2 separate regions of the Zea mays genome follow, and region 1 is linked to region 2. The links are chromatin contacts, called in public Hi-C maps. All regions are on one chromosome and are shown on one strand. Each heading gives the region's core, a stretch centred on a gene start, on an enhancer-like site or on the middle of the called end of the contact. The rest is flanking DNA. Distances are from core to core; before and after follow the strand shown. Region 1 holds the start of LOC100216723 (Protein TIC 22-like chloroplastic). Region 2 holds the start of LOC103632221 (ABC transporter G family member 11).

Region 1 (4,239 bases), core at 934-3,433, 450 kb before region 2:
GTTAGGTATGTTCCTCGCTACATTCAAGGTCGTGTGTCGACCGCAGCGTGCTAGCCCTTGCTGTTGTGTGATCTAGATCTCTTCCAGCGTCAACGAATACCATTCATTTTTCATATAAGCCTCTAAATCATACTATATACAATTATACACAACCTGGAAGGAAGAAGCATATGATTTATCATCAAGATATTTCATGATGTTATTTTCAAAGTTGTACATATTTGTCTTTTAAATTGCACAGTATGCAAGAGGCAATAATATTATACAACTAAGCAGAGGAAATCCTTTTCGTGCAATCATTTTGTTTATTACATATACAACAGAATGATAAATTTTGGGAACATAAGAACAGCAAGCAGATAGCTTGTTTTTGGTCAGTCACAAGTACCACCATCTGTTAGAAAAGATTGTCACCTTAATTGCATTAGCCACCTGAGATGAATCAGGGAGGAATCTAAACGCCACACCATCCGACTTCATTTGGATAACCTGGAAACAAAATATATACCCAACAAAACGCACAAAATTCCGTTCAGGGGAACTGAAACAAATTTTAAGTTATTAAAACACAAAGTAAAGATGTATCCTATCAATGATGTTGCAGCAATAGAGGCAGAAAAATAGTTACTAGGTTGATAAACAATCTTCCAAGGGAGCAAAAGAATGTGGGACAGCAGCCACTGATTACATACAATTAAACGAGCATAACATATCCCAATAGAAATAAACAGAAAGTGCAGTTACTTTGCAGCCTAGGCAACTTCTCAAAGACATCTTAAACAAATTTTTTGATGCATGACATATAAGGAATTGCAATTAACTCTAACATTTCAGCAACACCGGAAGTAGATAAGGCTCCCAGACAGTCTCATAACCTTACTTTGCTACCCAATTTTATGGGTAATCTGACTTTACATGTAAATGAGCAACTAAAAACAGGTCCATCAAACTTTTAGAATTTTATACAAGTGTCTTACAGCAAAAAATCCACCAATGTGCAATTTTTTGAGAGTTAACTCCATTAATCAAGCGACAAATTTGCACACATGATACTGTAACTAACACAGAAGCCTTGCAAACAACACGGGAACTCATGACACGTACAAGACAGTTGATGCTGAAGCACAAAATCAGATGATTAAACAGCTCTAAATGCAAGAGCAAAATGAACACATGGAGAAACCGTAAATTAAATTCTGCCCGGAGACACAACGATTGCAGCAGGGACGCGAACAGGCTTTACATTGAGCAACTTGAGGGTGCATGACTATTTGAGAAATAGGATGTCAACATATAAGACACTGACAAAAAAGAAACAATGATGGTCACAGCTAAATGCCACAATTGGAACTTATATGCTTAAATTTACAGTTAAATGTGAGAACATTGGTTATTTGAGTACAGTTAAATGTCTATATACACACTATTTAAGATATATATATATATATGTTTAAATTTATGTGTAATTACCTTACGCCCCTATTGGAACTTAGCGCCTGCTACCCGCTATAGCCTATTTAGTACCTTGAAGTCCCCTAATTACTAAAGACTAAGAGAAGCTGAAACACATGGTGGTCACACAGGTATCAACGGAAGTAGTGCAGGGCATTCCAAACCAAGAAGAAGCAGCACTCTCACCTTGTTCAGCGCGACAGGAACGACACCAGAGCCGGCGCGCATATCGCCATCCATCTGCTCCAGCAGCGCGTCAGCATCTTCCTTCCGGAAGCAGAGCAGCCCGAGCGCCTGCGTTGGACTCACGCTCTCGCCCCCTTGCCCTCCCACGCGTGTGGACGACACAAGCACGAACTCCTGGGCGGCGTTGGCGAGCGCGTACACGGGCACCCCGGCGAGCCGCTCCTCGATCTCAGAGGTAGGTAGGGCCCCGGAGGTGGAGGCTGGCGAGGTGATGCGCGCCCAGGGCGGCGGCGGCGGGAGCGCCCGGGGGAAGGAGGAGAGGAAGGAGGTGACATGGGCTTGGATAGGGAGGAAGGGGTTGGGGAAGCGGGGGCTAGGGTTAGTGTCTATGTTGGAGGTGCCGCCGTTTGTAGTTGGGTTCTTGAGCCATGGGAACTGGAATCGAAAAGGCATGGCGGCGACGGTGGCGGCCGGTGGCCGGTGGCCGGTGGGAGAGCCGGAGAGGAGAGAGGCAGGGCCGCAACCCGCAAGCACGGCGGCTGCACGCGCACAAGGAAGAAGATACGAGCGCAATAGTTCAGGTGTTTTGGCTTTTGGGTGAGTTTTCATTTATGGGCCTTTTCCGAGCGTATGTGTTGGGCCCGTTTTAAATTCATGAAAAAGTTGGGCCTGCACACCAAGGCCTGTGAGCCTATAAAATGTTGGTGCATCTCGACTCTCGAGAAAATAAGACTTGAAGACCTAACGGGCCATCCAGAACGAATTTAAATCCATCAAAAGTTCAGGTTAATGCAAATTGTGTAGCTCAATTATTAGTAGTCACAATAATGATGCGTTGCACCGTCAAATTTAATACTTATAAAAAATAAAGTTAATATCAAAATAAATATATGGTCACAATATTAAGGTATAATATTTGTTCTTATCAATTTAATATCTAAAATGCCATCAGAAGTGGCAAGACCATACAAGAAAAGGCGGGTTTTTGAAAGTGTTTCTGACCTGCTAAAGTATGCAAAGAGGGAACCTTCCCATCGGAGATCAATTTCTATGTTGTCCAGCATAATCGAGAAGTCATTAGCTGCTTCTTTTGTATTTAATTTTTTAATAAACGGTGACAGAAAAACTTCTGATGTCATTAGCTCTACACAGAGACTGAAGGAATCCTATCCATGTCGAAGAGACCAGCAAATCACCAAAAAAACAATCCTCAAGTTCCGATCGTCAAAAGTTGTTAATGAATTGTTGTCCACTTTTATTCTTGCATATCCATCAAAAGGCTCAAGTATAAGCTTGTCAAAAGCTTCTATTGCGAGAGAATTGTTGAAGCTAGATCCTGAAAATGTACTACCAAATTACCTGATAAAAATATTATAGAAGAAGGAAAGATATGACCCATGTTAATATTTTATGAAGCCATCATTTGGATGACGATGTTGTCAAGCGTTAGAAGAAGGTAACTATATATATATATATATATATATATATATATATATATATATATATATATATATATATATATATATATATATATATATATATATATATATATATATATATTCTTGTTAGTAACCATCACTTTAAATGAGACATATTCCTGATGATCTATGTGGTACGATTAAGAGGTTGTGAAGCATATTCAAAGGCTGATGCAACACACTTTGTTGCAGATAGATTTTGCCGCACAAAGAATATGCTAGCAGCAATAACTATTGGCAAGACAATAATTACATCAATGTGGCTTGAAAATTGTGGACAAGTAGATTGTTATTGATGAGAGGAAGTATATTCCGATGGATGAAATAAAGGAAAACGATATAGGTTTCAGCATGCTTATAACACTGCCCTCAGCTTGCAAACATCATCTTCTGCTGGTATTGTGAATTTTGTAATCATATTTCATCAATGTATGTCCTCGATTCATTTTTTACTGAAAATTTAATTACAGGGAAAACAAGTCTTTGTAACATCAAATGTGAAACCAAGTCAAGTAGTGGTGACTAGCTTTGGTTAAAGCATCATCAGGACAGGTCAGCCATATCTTATTTTCCCAAACTTCTGTTTGTGTTTGAAATTTGAATTACATGTAAACAATGACTAGATTAGTTATACAATACTCCCTCCGTCCCAAAATATAATTTGTTTTAGACTAAACATGCATTAATTAATTGACCTATGAATATAGTATGTATGTATGTCTACATCCATTATTATTTATTTGAATTTGGACGGAAAAAAGAGGGCTAGAAAGAACTATATGTTGGTATAGAGAGAGTAATTGTTTTGTAGGAAACAGTAAGGGGTCCCTAATGGTTAATATGTCAAGGATAATTGAAAGTCGCCTAGAGGGGGTGAATAGGCGGAATCTGAAATTTATAACTTTAAACACAACCTACAAGTCGGGGTTAACGTTAAAAATAAAACTGTGTCCGAAAGAGAGGGGAAAACAAATCGACCAAAGAAATAGAGCGGATGACACAGTGATTTGTTTTACCGAGGTTCGGTTCCAAAGAGCCTAGTCCCCGTTGAGGTGGTCACAAAGACCGGGTCTCTTTCAACCCTTTCCCTCTCTCAAACGATCACCTAGACTGAGTGAGCTTT
Region 2 (4,610 bases), core at 1,252-3,751:
AGACTGTACGAAAAAAATTAACTTTCTCATTTTATGTCTAATGAAAACGAACTTTATATTAAAAAGTTGTAGTGCTCGACGAGATCTACAACTTTATACTTGACAACTTTTTATATAGAGTTATTTTGGTTCTAAAATATTTGACTCACAATATTGATCACAATAGAGTTAATACAAGGATTCCACATACTCTACGGTCACAAGTGTGTGTAATGGTACAAGAAGATCTTGGGTAGAGAAACAATCAAAACAAAGGTTGTAGTTATTGAAAAGTTTTGCAAATTTGTAGTTACAACTTTTTATTTGAAGTTATTTTGATTCCAAAATATTTTCTTAACAAAATTTTAATACTAAAGAAATCCAATATGATATGATCTATAGTGACTACACAGTTGGGTGTATAGTAGTAGGGAACGATCTTGGATGGAGGAATGGATAAAGCAAAAGTTGAAGATCTCAAAATGTTATGCAATTTTATAATTGACAACTTTAAAATTTAAAACCAAATTTCCCACAAAATTATATTTGAATTGGTCACATTTGAAATTTGAAATTTTCAAATGAACTCAAACGGAGAACGGTAAAAGCAAAAGTTAGATCTCGAAAAGTTACCAACTTTGTAATTGGTAATATTTTCATATGAAATGTTCTATCATAGAAAAAATATGTTTGAATTTTTCACAATTGAATCATATTTGAAATTCAAAATTTTCAAATGACATCCGATGAATAAATGACCAAAATAAAAGTTCAAGATCTCAAAAAAAATTAAAGTTAACAACTTTTTGTTTGAATTTGTTTTGGATCATAAATACTCATTTTGAAATCAGAAGGACATAAAATGGCTAGAGCGAATATGCTAAATTAACACGTGGCCTTATGGGTGTTGTGGTTAGGGTCCAAATTTGTGAGACCTAAGCCGTATACATCTCCTCTTATATATGTGCCTTTTAAATATATTTTACTACATCCATTTAAAAAATTCTTCTCATACATACAGTTCGTCTCCAACCATTTTCTCTAAATAGCTTCCCCAATACACTACAACTAAGTTAATTAACATTCATTTATTTATTTATCATTTTTGATTTTTTATAAAAAAAATTATAACATATTTATAATACCGTAATACATATTATTATTGTATTATGGAGCTCAATTAAGGTTAAGAACGATATAATTAACATATAAGGAAAGCATAGTGCTTCCTCTAAATATATACATATATGGAGATTCTTCCTCCGATACATACGGGAAATTTTACAGGACCCGTTCGAGTAATGTACATCTAACATCTCTATGTACGGTTGAGGGAGGTTGACATGGAAGCGTTGACGGCTATATATGAAGGGTTTGTTTTTACGTGACCATGCAGCTCAGCTGGATGGTGAAACAATCTAGGAGTTGGGAAAAAAATACTTTTTTGCCATTTTTCCAGGTTAGGATGTTCTGAAAAACGTCACCGGCCGCTGTCTGCTGTAAAACATATAGATTTCCATCGCTGTCTTCATTGGTTAGTGTGGTTGTAGACACGAACCAGCAATGATAACGCGCCGGCAGCGATGCTTGTTCGTGACAACCTATATCATTTGTCGTTTCCTCCTTTTTTTTGCAATTCCATGAAACATTGTTACTGTAAACGACGACATTATTTTAAAATTCAACATTTTTTTAAAAAAAAAATCAGCAAAAATTTGTCAAGCTGAAGTCAGTCGTACGTAGTTGCAACGAAAACATGCATGCATGTCGCATAAAGATCACATTACTGTATAGTATAAACAAGTTAGCTTATATATAAAGGCATTATTTGTAATTAAGGTGAGACGGTAATACGTACGTATACGATTTTCAAGTCATTACCAGCTAGGGCATCAAGTAGGGTTGTCTTGCCACACCCCGAAGGCCCCATGACGGCCAGCACCTCACCAGGGCGCGCGTACCCGCTGATCTTGTCGAGAATTACCGCGGGTTTCGCCTTCCCGCCAGTCGACGACGACGCTGTCACCGAAAGATCCTCCCATGTCAGGAACACCTCACGGCCGCCGCCGGCGTCCTCTGGAAGGCTGCAGTCTCTGGCTCCAACACAGTCCAACGGATGAGAGCAAAACCGGCCGTGACGACGACCATCGTCCGCAGCAGCATTGGCCGCCGCCGGATCACCCGCTGGCGCTGGCGGTGGCGGTGGCGGTGGTGTAGAGCGCCTCCACGGCGGGTAGACGACGGCGGAGCCGATGAACGAGCGGCAGAATGCCCAGCTCCATGATGACGAAGACACGGCTGTTTGGCCGCCGGCGCTCGACACCCTGAGTGGTCTGGTCGGGCTTGGTGTCGGCGCCCATCTCGGCAGCGGCGAGGCTGCCATGGACCAACGATCACTTGTTCACTGTATATCTATACGACGACTGCTATGCTGTGTATTTTCGTGTCTGGACACGTCGTTTTGGCTCGGTTTGCTTCGTCCAGCTTTGGTGATATATATGCTTGTTGCGGCAAATATGAGGCTCTGTCTTGCAAATTTATAGATAGCGAGTAGCACAAGAGGGACGAGAACGACACATCAAAAAAGGAATAGTATTTAACTTGTGCTCCTATATATTTATTAATTTCTTGAAACAGGAAAGAAATGCTGACTTGATAAGAATGAAATAAATGAGGAACCATAGCCGCCAACAAACCTGTTGCATTGACTACGTGGAGGCACCAAAGCCACTAGCTAGTTAGTAATATTATTACTGAAAACTGTAGAGATTGTTGCGGCGTATGGAGTATATATATATATATATATATATATATATATATATATATATATATATATATATATATATATATATATATATATATATATATATATATATATATATATATATATATATGTGTGTAAAAGAACATTCTACTCTCTCCTTTCTAAATTATAACCCATCTGAACATTCTTTTGAAAGAGTCAAAGCATCTTAGATTTAGCCAGTTTCTTTGAAGACTTATAAAATTTACAACATCAAATAGATATATTTTAAAAATACAATTAATAAATAATTTATTACGGATTATTATGTAGAGATTGTAGCGGAGTGTATGAATGGAGTTATGGAGTATATGCAAAAAGAACATTGACTACCAGTCCCTAAAATTGTAGCGTTGTAGTATCTCTGTCACTTAACTTCTAAAATGTACATCAAGGTACCTAAATTTATGAAGTTGTATCATCCTAAACTCTTAACATGTACATTTTGATTCTTATATTTGTATGGTTTTGTCATCTGAGTCTCTAAACTTGTTTTTAGTATCATCAAAGGTCCAAACAATTTAGACTTGTGATGACAAAAAATATAAGTTTATGGACTCATATGACGCAATCATAGAACACTATCATTGAGTACAACTTTGCCGAGTGCCACTCTTGACGAATAATGACACTCGACACAGACTTCCTTTGTCGAGGGCTAAACACTCGGTACACACTGATGCTTGGCAAAGGAGTCTTTACTGAGTTTCAAGCTATCGGCGAAATAAGACGTACGGCCCAGCCGACGACCTTTACATATGCTGAATGTCCTGAGTTGACATTCGGCAAAATAACTTCTTTGCCCAGTGTCCTCTGCAAGACACACGATCGTCGAGTGTATTTCTCTGACACCCGATAAAGTATATTTTTAGATTTTTTTTTCTTTTTTCACCAAACTTTTTCTAATATGTTTCTACACTATATAGGCCTACAAGTTTAATTTTAGCACAATTATCAAAGTGTTTGCTATAACTATTAAATTTAGTTCATTTAATTGAATTTGCTTGGATAATTTAGATTTGAACTACAAGTCTCTCTAAAAATGTAAACAGTGAATGCAGAATAATATTCATGTTATTTAGCAGAAATTACGATCTATTTTAGTAATAGACCAGAATTTTTGAGCACCATGCTCACAAACATGACCGTGAACTTGCGATCCAGTTGTTTTAAAATTGTATAAAACACAAACAAAGTTAGAAAATTATGGAACTTGTCGACATGTCAAGATATCATATGTAGAGACTGTGATAAAAATTTAACACTATTTCGTAAAAGTTGTCACGCACTATGTGTAGAAATCTAGCCGAGCTTTACAGAAGTTTTGGCAGAGATTTTTTAAATAGAAAAACTTCTTTGTCAAGTGCTAGATATCGGACACTCGACAAAGCCGGTGGACATAACCCTGACCACCAGTGTCTTCTCTCTTCTCTTCACTCATTTTCTCTTCATTATTTTTGTTTGAGCGTCGCCGCCAAGCCACCCCGCTGACCATCGTCCCCGCATTCGGTCACCACGTCGGTCGTCCACCCCGCCTCCGGCTACTGCGCAGACGTCCTCCCCACCTCCGGCCACCGCGTCGGTCATCCTCCCCGCTGCCAGCAATGGGCACAATGCCTCCTCTGTCCTCGCCGCGCTAGCGCCATCCCTGGGCTTCAACAAAATGTATGTTAGACACACCATCCACGCATCTCACCGACTATTGATGGCGTAACACATGTCCGGTGCCGGATGGGCGAGGGAAGAAGATGGTTCACTACCTGGGTGAGGATCTGTCGGTAGCCTTCCGCGTCCGGGGTACTAGGTACAGTCATTTTCGGCGGCCAGA

Evidence for each region. A called contact is a pair of places that touch in the nucleus more often than the background predicts.
Region 1: a Hi-C map of bundle sheath shows a contact between it and region 2, with 5 times the contacts expected there. The contact joins the promoter of LOC100216723 here to the promoter of LOC103632221 in region 2. A contact is called at or near these places in 3 of 25 Hi-C or Micro-C datasets (bundle sheath, endosperm and leaf).

Annotation. Positions count from the first base shown.
Region 1 is chr7:32,187,214-32,191,452 of Zm-B73-REFERENCE-NAM-5.0, reverse strand. It overlaps LOC100216723 (Protein TIC 22-like chloroplastic), which reads right to left and starts at 2,183. Exons shown (of 7, transcript NM_001143128.1): 1 at 1,639-2,183; 2 at 415-489. The coding sequence starts at 2,091. It also overlaps the pseudogene LOC103633812.
Region 2 is chr7:31,741,177-31,745,786 of Zm-B73-REFERENCE-NAM-5.0, reverse strand. It overlaps LOC103632221 (ABC transporter G family member 11), which reads right to left and starts at 2,501. Exons shown (of 8, transcript XM_008654040.2): 1 at 1,861-2,501. The coding sequence starts at 2,362.